3 separate regions of the Mus musculus genome follow, and all the other regions are linked to region 1. Evidence: chromatin contacts called from public HiChIP or PLAC-seq data. All regions are on one chromosome and are shown on one strand. The core of a region is the stretch at or near the end of the contact, and the rest is flanking DNA. Distances in the headings are between cores, read along the strand shown.

Region 1 (3,999 bases), core at 464-2,963:
CTTGGATTCCTTGCTCCTTCAGTCTCATGGTCATACCATATTTTGCATAGGTGGGTATTCAATAATCATTTGGCTAACTGTATTGAAAGGAATGGAGTTTAATGAATAATATTTATATAATTTATATGGGAAAGGGATTTAAACAAAACAAAATAAGGGTATTACCCAGAATACCCAGTCACTTATGGTCTACAATGGTAGTAAGAAGGTAACATTGAAGTTCTTATCTGGGAAAAACTAATGGGCTAAGAAGAATAAAGACATATACATGATGTGCATGCATCATGTACACATAAATATATATGAATAAGATGGATTGCTTGATGAATACAGTTGCACTGAGTCAATTGTATAAGCGCTTTTGCATACGAAAAAAGTAAAATAGTAGGAACAGACTTTCAGTAAAACAAATATGTGTTAGTCCACAGCATATAATTGTTCCATCATGTAATCCAGGCATACTTAATCTGGTTCTTACAAAGTTCTCACATGCTCTCCAACAATAGGGTTTTTTTTTTTCTAGCACAATGAGAAACATGTGATGATCTCACTGTTTTCTGTCTATGATCTCCACATCTCCACCCTGAGCTCCATGCAGCCCAGGCTTTTTTCCTCAGCTGGCAGGCACAAACCCCAGATGCCAGGCTGTAGAGGATATGTATTTGCTGCATCTGGTTTCTTAGCAGATTCGACAAGCCTCTGTGCTGGCAGCTGAAGAAATGCCTTTGGGCTGATCACATGGTGAAAACTCCCAACTGGCTGGAACAATCAGCAACTGTGATTCAGCTGGACACTGGACGGTTGATTTTGCCCATCCTCTGATGTCTTGGATAAGTGATTAGTGGCTTTTGTCTTGAAAAGTATGCTCCCAAATGACAGTCCAGACCAAGAACTAGCCTGTACTCTCACCTCTTATAATCTTATAAGTTGTACACAACTGAATTTTGTTTCCTTCATCAATGAGAATTTTCCCAGAAACATGGACTACAGAATGTCTTTCACATAGGATGCCTGTCACAGCAGCACTTTACATTTGGAAGGAAAATTAAGTCAGTTAGTAAAGCTCCCTAAATTTTCTGATGAAAAAAAAAAAAAGCAGGCTTTGAAAAGGGAGAGGATTTTGATCAGATACATAGAAAGCAGAACAAAGCAAAGCCCACTGGCACGAATGCTGCAAATGAGCACATATAGAATGAAAGATGAAGAGCAGAAAAAAATTGCACCTGAGGATGAAAAACCACAGCCAAGTGGTTTTGTGTATTCTCTGTATCAGGAGAGGCACCCTGTGGACAAGAAGACAAGTAAAACAAATATCCTGTGCAAGTTACACTAATGGGGGCCACCTATTCTCAAGGCCTGAACTCTTACAATATAAAATTCTGTAATTCCACTCAGAATTTATTAATATGTGACAGTTTAAATAAGATAATCCATTCTGTATGCAACAAGATTATGGATTTTAGAAACAAATGTTGAGAGCTTGTCATATTAACACATACCGTGCTTTATAAGGAGTGGTTATCATAACTTAGAAGGTGAAATTGCCAATAAAGCAGGAGTGTAAGAGCAGGGTCACAGAGTGAGTTTTCTGACTGTGTTCCTGGTGGGAATCATGTAATCAGCCAGGGAGGATGTCCTGACACACATAAGTGCATCCACAGCTGCCACAATTGTACCAATTCCCTCAGCTGCAGTGAACAGCCATTTCCAGCAGGGGACATCCACAGCTCAGACAAGAGAATCTTGTCCAGCCCAGAAATGATGAATGGAGATGATCCAGCACTTAGATATGAGCCAAAAACCAGCCAGGACGACACTCATCCCATAGAAACCAAAGTTCTGGAAAGAAGACCTTCCAGAACTCTTGAACTGTGAGCAGCTACGAATGCCAGTAAATCTGAGTTTCTCTTACTTTATTTACAAGCTGAGGCTGGACAAAGACATTGAACCTTGCTAAAGGAGTGGGAATGGGGGTATGACACATTCTCTTGAGCCTGTGACAGATCAAGGTAACCAGGTGCCAGAGACTCACAGTTATGGCACAGCCATGCTGGCAAGACTGTGTGGCTTGGAATTTTCTTTGGCTGCTATCTGGATCCCAGGCTTTGTTTATTATCTGCTCAGGAGCCAGAAAGAAGATGGCTACACATTAGATTTGTCCTTATGACAGTAGTAGGCTACCACATATCTAATAACCATCTCTGGGGGGGGGTGTACATGTGGTTACATAACTAGATTTATATTTTACTCTGATATGTAGATTCAATTTACCCACCCTGTGAAGTAGGCAAGTTTATGGTATAATTCTCACACTTCAGTCATTTTTGCTAAATTCTTGTCATTCTGACCAACTTAGTGCTGCAACTCAAGCCTAATGTGACATAATCAGTGTATGTGTTTGCTTCCTATCGGGATCAGCAAAGAACATTGCAATGAGGATGGCAGTGTTAGGAATGTTTGAAGGTGTTTTTATTTATATTATCAAGGAATGATAAAGTAAATCAATAGAAATGTACACTCAAACTTCCTTTATTAATTCCATGGGACAGATCATTGCTGAAGCCTTCTACAGTCTTTGAATACTGAAAATATTCATAAATATATGAAATTTTTGATGATGTATCCTGTATATAGTTTAATCTTTGATGACACCATGTAGTCTTATCAAATATCTAATTCAAATGCAAAAAGTGAATCAATTTCTTACTTACAGTTTCTGTCAGGCTCAAAAGTATAAATACTTCCTCTAGGGAAGGCTTCATAAAAGAAGGTCAGGGCACTGAAAACAGAGTAGGAAAGAGATACAACTTACCAAACGATTCTATAATGTTTCTAGCATATTTTAAACATAATCCTCCAGGAGTATAATAATAAACATGATAACAAAAATAATTAAGAACTGGTGAATTCTCAATGATCAATGTTTTATTAAAATATAGGGATTTCTCTCTATCCTATATAATCATTTAAAAGTGTATAGAAGCCTGCACAATATCCAGCATGATAAACACAATTACAATGCAAGGAGAAGTCCAATGGTCAGATAGAAATTTTTAAAAAGGGTTGGGAGCCTCCAACCTCAGAGAGTTACTGAGGAAAATACTACATGAAAGCTACTGTGCTTTACATGGAATCAGCCATACACCTCTCCCTATAGCCTGAACGTATGCTTCACTACATCGCAGGGCAGTCTCGAACAGAGGAGAGGCTGAGGCTGAAAGAAGCAAAGGGACTCATTCAAGTTCAGTCAGCTGATCTGGGCTAAGAAGATTGCCTGGCTTTAAACACTGCAACAAATAAGGCAACCACCACTCAAGAGTGTTGCATGGGAGGGGGCAGCAGAATTTATAAATATAGGTGATGCACAAGGATGCCTGTGAAGGAAAGTGATGGCTGGACCTGAGAATTTGAACAAATGCATTGCTTTTATGATTTACTTCATTAATGATTGTGGATCTTTGGACACTGTGACATGTGCTCCTCTGAATATCAAAGTCGAGGTCCTGGTGACAGACATTTCAGCTGAAGAGAACAGTGCCATGGTATTTTACTGAATCCTAGCTACTAGTGGTACCACAGTTAACAAGGACTGATACGATAAGATAGATTAGCTGCTTTTTCTAGTTATCACTCCCTCTGGTCCTATCTCTACATTCCTTTCCCCAGAAGATAAGGGGAAATTCCCAAATAAGAACATGAGTATGCAAATACCAAATTATGTTCCTCTCAAGTTAAAAATGCAAGGCCAAAGTATAAGAACTGAGTTAGTACATGCATTTCTAGACTGCATGAAACTTCTACCACCAAGAATACTGGCAAGCTGAAGAGGAACCTACTAAAGGTGAATTTGTATTCCTATGAAAAACATATTTTCTGACTACCAATGCTACAAGTATCACAAATATGTACAAGGAAGCAGAGATATTGTTCAGTTATGGAATGAACGCATGAAGCCCCAAGTTCAACCCTCCATACTGCAAAATAACAAGGAACAATAAA
Region 2 (3,999 bases), core at 1,050-3,549, 910 kb after region 1:
TTGTGTTATTGCTAGTTGTGCTTAACGACGATCAACAGTGAGTAAGTACCTTGGAATCCCTTCTGTGCCTTGACTGCGGCCAAACCAACAAAGCAGTTACTAGGAATCTGCTTCAGGTACTGAACCTGAGAGCTGGAAAACCTTCAGAGGCCAGAGGACTTCCCTTGCTTTTAGCTTTTCCAGCTTGGAAAGGTGAGAGTTTACATGTCTAAGAGGGAAAAATGGTTGAGTTAGGACCATAAAGTAGGCCTCTGAGTCCTAGAAGGTCTGCCCTTACCACACAAAACATCCGCATTGCCGTAACCCAGTCCTCCCAGTACCAGACCATCTACCCAAAGCAACCATGGCATCCTCCAGGATAGGACCAGTTGTATTCCGTAGCCCAGAACACTATATGTTTTTGTCTTCTAATTTCATTTCTCTCTCAGTGGTACCGTAGTCCCTGTGTGTTCACGCACTGTAGTATCTGCTGCAGAAAAGAAAGAACATAGAAATAGGCAGAGTTGATACCATTTGAAAAGTGGCTCCACACAGTGAACACTTAGAGATTGGTCACTCCCATAACCAGCAAGGCACGTTATGTCACAGACAAACCTCCATAGTCGTGAGAGTCACCTGTTAGGAGGAAGGAAAGGGGGCGAAGGCCTTCCCAACCCCACACAGCCACAAGAGAAACCAGGAAGGGCTGGAATCCATATTTCCTTGTACAAAACTCTCTGCCAAAACTGCCATTTCTATGAAAGAGAAATGAATGAACCAATCAATCAGATCGATGAATACTCTCCATTTTCTACCACCCATGAAATTGTTGTTGTTAGACACAGTCTGGTTTTTTTTAAACATTATTTTAATAGTTTACACCATTTGCATCAATGCCAATTTTGCGGTGAACACCCAGCTTTTCACCTGTGTTAACTTTGCCTAACACTCTCTTTGTTTTATTAGAAATGGTCACCTCAGTCAGCCCTTGCTACTAACAGTCAGGATCCAGACCCCTGTAACTAAGGTTACCAAGGTACATTTAGTTGCACTGAGGCCACTGTCAGTAAGGAAGTACACACAGCTGTGACAGTGTGCAGTCGATTCTTTTCCTTAAGCAGCAGGAGATGGGATCCCATTGGGAGATGTTACAGAATCCCCTGCACTGTTATTGCCCTGACTGACTCAGCTCATTTGCGGGTCAGTGCCTTACCTGTCCTCATTGTCTGCCCCACAGTATAGAAAGTGGAAGCTGCATAGTAGGTGCTGAATTCATGAATGGGTGGATTGAGTGACCAGGCCCAAAGACAAAAGACACGGGGCCAGTGTCATTTCAGGAAAAATGGTACACTCACATTCCTCCTTCAGCTGAGAGCAGTGGCGTGAACATGGCTACTCTGAAGAATCTTTGGCTTGCCCATCTCCCTGGTCCCATCTCTCAGCAGTATGGGAACTCCTGCATCTAGGGAGATGGAACCTTCGTGCTTACCCTGTCTGCATAACCAGCCGCTCTCTCATTAAGTGCCTATGCTTTTCAGACAAACTGTTGCTCCTCCCTTCTCCCTCACAGCTTGTCATAGACTTATTTTCTGATCTGGATGTGTCAGGGCCACAGTGACTTGAGATTAGTTGTCTCATCCCTGCCCGCCATGCTTTCTGCTTGACTGAATTCATTACTCCTTAGCTCTCCTTTCCCCATTCTTCCTTGATAGGAGAGAAAAATGCCACAGTCACCCTCCATCCTTGGTCTCCCCAAATTCCTAGGGATCCCCACCCTGGGGGCAGGACCCTCCTCTTCAAACCTTAACTGGACTTTTAGACAGTTGTCATTATCTTTGTCTAAAGGTCATAGCTAAATTGAATAAGAGGAAAGCTGTGTTTTCCAGCCGATGCACAAAGGCAGTATTGACTTCCCTAATCCAGTTTGCTGAGGGGTGAGAGAATTAAATTAGATATCTAAGCACAGAAATTGAGAGCCTTTGAAAACAAAGATAAGGAGACAAGACTGTATTTTCCCTCTTCCTGGGAGCTCTGTGCTCAAGATTTTGCAGGTGTGCCATCTGATCCATGGCTCGCATCGATCAAAACTGTGCCAATGCATATTTAATCAGCGAGGGGACCTGGGTGCATTATAGCCATCATCCCTATATTGAATGGACTGTCAGACTTTTCTGTATGCTCCACCCCTACTCTCCACCCCCACTCGCCTCTCCCCCTGCCCCTCCCCTCCCTTGTTTGGGAAGCCTGTGCATTTTCTGAGCGGCTAAAAAGTTTCTTTGTTTTTAGCTGCTGATGCATACATTGCCACTGACGGGAATACAAACAAGTGGAGCCCTGACGTGTTTATTTTGTCTACCAGGACAAGCTAGCTACACCAGGCCGGTCCCTGCACAAAGGGTTCCAAAGCTTGAAAACCAGAGGGGAAAAAAAGAAAAAGCAAAGGAAAATACTGTTTACCTCTTCCTCTGTCGTTGTCCTAAAGAATAGCTGGTCATGTTAGAAGTAGAAGGAAAAGGATTCCATTACAAGTCACAGAAGTGTAGAAGAGATATTTATCTGCAATTATTTTGTTCAACAGCTCCCTGGGTTTGATATTTAGACTCAGGACTACAACACATCTTTCCTCAGTTCTCTTAGGAGTTCCGGTTCACCTTCATGTCAGAAATCTGGTTCACCTTCAAGGGAATCCATTGAAAGTTTCTGCTTTTGTTTTTTCTTAAAAGATGGACAAATAGTTACAGCTGTTTTTTTTTTATTATTATTATTGTTGTTTTGTTCTGTTGTGTTTAAGTTTACCAGGGTTTGTGGTGGTCTCTGTTGGTGGGCCTTCTTAAAGTGCAGAGATCTAGGGGGTTTGCCATTGATATCCCAAGGGATGATGGGCACCATTGGCCTTCACACAGCCTGAGCCTCCCTCTGACAGAAGTAACACCAGGTCTCCTCAGAAGAAGAGGCATAGGCAGCTGTGAGAGCTTGAGCTGATGCAGCTCAGCAGCATAGACTAGCGAAGAGGACTTGACTTTTGAGGTAGCTTCTTGCTGGTGAGGTAATGAAGATTTCTATCCCTTGGATCAGTTTGTACCTTCCCCTTAGCACCCTCCCCCCAGGCTCATGGGAAATCGTTTGCATACATTTTGTATCAAAGACTTCTACAGATACTACAGAGACAACTTCCAGGCTCGGACAAAGCATTGCCTGATAAACACATTTTACACACAAGTGTCTGGAATAAAAAACAGCAAGATGAGGCAGACACTTCCATCACTGAAGATACACCCCTCCCCCAAGGTGGGAATTAGAACACTTTCTGCAGAACCGTGCTTTCATACTGTTACACCAGAACCATGTCACATGTAGGTTGGAGTTAACGTTTTAAAGTGAAAAACTTGCCTGATGAGAAGACCTAGGTGGCAGAAACGCGCTGTTACTTGTGATCGATAAACTTCAAAGTGGGGAGTTTGTTATAATCTTTGCAACAGTCCCGTTAGGTTAAATGATTAGTAGCGTTCCCATTTTATAGATGAAGAAACTGAGATACAGGAAGTTAAGTTAGATCACTGAGTTTGTTTTTAAGATGCTGCTCTTAAAAAAAAAAATCATTTAATAGTCTCTTCAACATGAAATACAAGTAGAAGAACTTTGTGTTGCTCCTAAACTTGACCAGCACACCCTCAGCAGAGGGTGCCCTAGTCCTTACGTGAATCAGAAATGGTTTGTATGAATAAGAACACAGAAGAGGTTAACTCTGTTGTGCATCCCTCTCCATGGATGAGTTACTGTTATGACATGGATATATATGGGAACGCTTCAGCATATAGATGCTGGTTTCCCTCATCTCCAAGTATATAGACAACTCTAAGAATCTATTAGTTACAGGGGGGCTTACATTCTGACACGTGATAGTTTTACAGTGACACTTTTTACGTAGGCCCTTGTTTCCCTGGGAGTGGATAGGCAGCCGGGTTGATCAGTAATAGGAGTTCTGAATTAAATCACAAGTTATCATTACGTGCCCTATGC
Region 3 (3,999 bases), core at 1,016-3,515, 890 kb after region 1:
AGTGGACAGCTGTTAACTATATGTAACTCCATCTCTAAGAGGATGAGATGCCTCTGGCCACCAGGGGCATCTGCACTCATGTGAACATACTGTTACACACACAGAGACATACACAGACACACAGAGTCATACACAGACACACAGATAGAAAGACACACACACATGCATGCACACATACACTTAAAAGTAATAGAAATAAATCCTTAAAGTAAATTAGGAAGCAACATCCTATGAATTATATTTCTTTAAAATACTAAATATTTTTATTTGAAATAACACAAATATTTGAATGGCAATACCTTAGGAAGAACATTAGAATCAGGCCTTGTCCTCAGTGTTACATATCAATCATGTTGTATTAATTGAAAGGGTTTTATATAATCTCATAAAGAAACAGGCAAACTCCGGGCTTTCTTCTGTACTGAAAATCTATCATTCATGTCTTCCATTACTGCACTATAATTATGGTAAGTGAAGCAGAACAGGATCAATAGAGCAATTTATCAATGCATTCCAAGCCATCCTAGCATGGTTTACGTCATATCACTGCAGATACTGTCACTCAGCAGAGAGACTTTGAGTAGCATAACGAGGTTAGGCTGACCCATTTCAGCATAATGTCTTCCTATGTAATGTTCCAGTTCTGAGCATGATTTAATGAATTGTTTCACTTTGGATGGTATTATATGAATTAAAATATTTCCTGAATTGAAATCGGTTCAGGCTTCAGGTTTAAGAGCCCTGCACTAATGTGAGCACTGTAGTTGATGCTGTGTCTCCCCCCGTTCCTGTGCCTTTCTTTCTATTGCACCTCATTGGAGCTAGAGGATGAGCCAGGTGCCTCGTACACCCCAAGGAGCACTGGTATTTAAATAAATGTGTTGCCGTTTTATTTAGTAACTCTAGTCTTTTATCTTTGGCCATCACAAAATTTAGAATTCTTTAGGCTTTATTGTCCTGTTTGTGATTTGGCAATAATAGTTGGCTAATAAAAGAATAGTTTGGGGATTGTTTTCCCCCCAAAAGTATGAACAATATGGTCCTTTTATCATAAAGCTTCTCCCTGTGTTGATATGGAATTATTAAATATTCATAACATTCAAAGGAAGTTACTGAATCGTGCCGTAAAGTGTTATTTATTTCAGTATGAAAAGATATTTTCGGATTATTGGATTGTCATTTTCCTTTTCCATATGTTGTAAAATTTCACTCACTGTCATTTCACTTAATTCACCAGTGTAGGAAGCTGTACAGGTTTTATAACGATGTCGGTCCCAGCAGTGCACAGTTACTGCTTGTATTTTAAGTTGTTAGACATTAAGAAATGCTTTCAATGATAATGTAGGGTTTTTTGTTTGGTTTGGTTTGGTTTTTGTTCTGGTTTTCTATTTTTATGTAATCAAATACTTCAAAATTAAATATGTTAAAAGGTGAAAGAGTGAAGCCAAAGATGTTTTGAAAAACACCAAAATCTGCAAAGTTTTCCTTTTCTCTGTTTAGATGAGCCTTAAGAGTTATTGTTGGGCTGAGAGGTGGACGTTGTCTCCTTACCCAAGGAGAGTTTCGTACTACATGACTGAGACTTCCCTGGGCTCATGAGATAAGACCATGGGTACAGTCTGTGACACTCGGTTGCCATTGTCTAGAATCTAGTTCTCAGCTTGCCTTTGAACAGACTCTGAAACATTTTGATAATATTTGTGGGTTTTGTGGGGGCCGAGCATGTCTGCCTTTCTTTTCCTTACCTGCTCCTGGTAAGAGCCTCCAACATCATTTAACAGCTTGTCTGCTAACGGCTTAAGGACACAGAATAGCAGCTGCATTACATAATGTGTTCTAAGTTAAGGAATTTGAGATGTCATTACCCAAATGAAGATGTAAATTGTTTTGTTGGCAAGGCTTATAAGGAGGGTTTTGTTGTTGATGGTGGTGGTTTGTTGTTGTTGCTGTTTGTTTTTTTGGTATTTTGGAGGGTTTTTGTTGTTGTTGTTGTTGTTGTTGTTTACCTGCTATCACATTGTATTGGTTAGCATGGACTATTTTAAACCAGCATTCTATTTAAACAGTGTCAGCGAATTCTGAGAGCTTGCCAAACAAATCCTCAAAATGGTTGCCAAGCTGTAAGATGGCTGCCAAGATCTAAGCACACTGAGCAGGTTCAAAATGGTGACCAACTTCTCAGAATTTGTTGGTCAGGTTCTACTTCTGCCAGTCCCTTCCCCCATGCAACTAACACCCAGAAAGAGGGGTGGATCCCAAAGATGCGAGACTTGGCACTAACTCCTTGGCACGAGTCCTTGTAGTGTCATCCAGAGATTCGAGGAGTCACCGAGTACTTCTTGTTTCACATGCTTGGCAGGAGACGATTCGAGGGACACTGGGGTGAAAAGCCATTGTAAAATAACATGGCCGTTTCCTCTTCCTGATCTAGTGTGCACCAGATAATTCTCTGGAAGAGATGTGGGGAGACTAGACAAGGCAATACTTTCTTCAAAGAGCTTTTTAAGCGAGAGCAAAAAGTGTTGACTAAGACTTTTGGGCTGTGCCTTTTTGTACTGCTTGCATGAAGTGGCACAAACTTTATATACAACAGGTTTAAGATTTATTTTAGTTTTGCATTTGTTTACTTAAGTTTATAGCAATTGCATTCTGGCAGTTGTGCTACTTAGCAGATTGAAATAAAATCATAGGGTGAATTAAAACATACTGCTGTTAGTACTGATTAGAATTTTAGCTTAGTGTAAATACCGGATGCAGGGTCCAACTTTTCAGACACTTGGCATGAGCTCAATAGGGATCTCCAGGCTACACAGGAGACAGTGTGTGTGTTTGGATGCTTTAAGAATTCTTGGATAGGTGCAGCAGACTGCTACTGCTGGCACGGTGGTTCATTGTGCTGGCTGCATAGTGTGCTCGGATTCCAAGGTAGACAGAAGAACTGGGGAAACGAGAATAAGGGAGAGTAGTTTGAACTTAAAACACAAAACCCGAAGAAAAGAATTTCTGTTTAAATTGTAGAGCTGTTACTGTGCACTTTGGCTATGGATACAAACAATGATTCCTAAACTAAGGTGAAAACGAAGGGCTTGGGGCGATTTGAAGGATGCCCTGGTAGCAAATACAGTTTTAAAACTGGGGATTTTTCTGAGATGAACATATACAGATGGATTAGCTTCTGCGGGCAGTAAGTATAGCAAATGAATTCCTTAAAAGGGGCTTGTGCTTAGCACCACCAGAGACTAGCTTTTGTTCTGCCTGAGACCAGATTCTTCAAGGTAGCTTTTAATTGGCACAAGCAGTTTGGTTGGTACTTGGGTAGCTTTCAAAAAAGCTGTTGGTCCTAACAGGTGCTGTTGCTGTTGCTGTTGCTATTGTTGTTGCTGATAATAGTTCAGAACTAGAATTAGAAGTTACTTAGTGTGAGATTTTTTGAACTCTGTGAATTTGGGGTGGGTGGTTCAGCATGGAGCCTGCTTTTGGCTCTGCACACCGTAAGTCAGAAGACATCTAAGAAGAGTGGCTTTTGATACATGGAAACTTTTCTCTTATAGTTAGCCAAAGATGCTTGTTGCCATTTAAGCTTCCTACTATCCATTTCTAGCCTTTTCTCTCTTAGTAAGCAGTTGTTAATAAAGACACAATCATTTGATAGGAGAAGCCAGATTGATTGACAATGCTGAAATTTGAATTCAGGTACCTTTCCATGAAGAATGGTAGCGCCCCTTTAGCTTTGAATATCAGTTCAGGCTGGGGCTAAGGAGGTGCCTGGCATTGGCTTGGCAGTGTGTCTGAAGGTTGCAAGATCCCTCAATACGTTTTTATATGGTCTATTTATACTGTTTTGTGATATTACACCATTAAATAGCTTAAAGCCCTGTAGTGTGCACAATGTTGAAGAGATTGCTCAGTGGTTAAGAGTGCTTCCTATGCAAACGTGAGGCCCTGCATACAAATCCCCAGCCCCCACAAAAAGGCCAGGCATGATGATATGTTTCTGTA

Evidence for each region. HiChIP or PLAC-seq counts read pairs in DNA pulled down with a chosen protein or histone mark.
Region 2: a contact with region 1 is called in an H3K27ac HiChIP or PLAC-seq map of stem cell-derived neural progenitor cells, with 5 times the contacts expected there. The contact joins two enhancer-like sites.
Region 3: a contact with region 1 is called in an H3K27ac HiChIP or PLAC-seq map of stem cell-derived neural progenitor cells, with 5 times the contacts expected there. The contact joins two enhancer-like sites. A contact is called at or near these places in 1 of 484 Hi-C or Micro-C datasets (cerebellum) and 1 of 115 datasets of contacts at active chromatin or transcription factors (stem cell-derived neural progenitor cells).

What each region holds. Positions count from the first base shown.
Region 1 is chr4:97,036,133-97,040,131 of GRCm38.p6, forward strand. No RefSeq gene overlaps it. Among named protein-coding and RNA genes, the nearest start is that of Gm27521, 120 kb to the left of the region's middle. Within about 2 kb of position 1,714, at least 11 of the 459 cell types and tissues checked have an H3K27ac peak or open chromatin away from gene starts, as enhancers often do. A contact at or near this core is called in stem cell-derived neural progenitor cells, where this site is marked.
Region 2 is chr4:97,946,227-97,950,225 of GRCm38.p6, forward strand. The region is part of intron 2 of Nfia (nuclear factor I/A); the gene reads left to right. Gm40208 (a long non-coding RNA gene) reads left to right here. Exons shown (of 2, transcript XR_867944.3): 2 at 1-2,393. Among named protein-coding and RNA genes, the nearest start is that of Gm40208, 10 kb to the left of the region's middle. Within about 2 kb of position 2,300, at least 26 of the 459 cell types and tissues checked have an H3K27ac peak or open chromatin away from gene starts, as enhancers often do. A contact at or near this core is called in stem cell-derived neural progenitor cells, where this site is marked.
Region 3 is chr4:97,921,801-97,925,799 of GRCm38.p6, forward strand. All of the region lies in intron 2 of Nfia (nuclear factor I/A), which reads left to right. Among named protein-coding and RNA genes, the nearest start is that of Gm40208, 14 kb to the right of the region's middle. Within about 2 kb of position 2,266, at least 57 of the 459 cell types and tissues checked have an H3K27ac peak or open chromatin away from gene starts, as enhancers often do. A contact at or near this core is called in stem cell-derived neural progenitor cells, where this site is marked.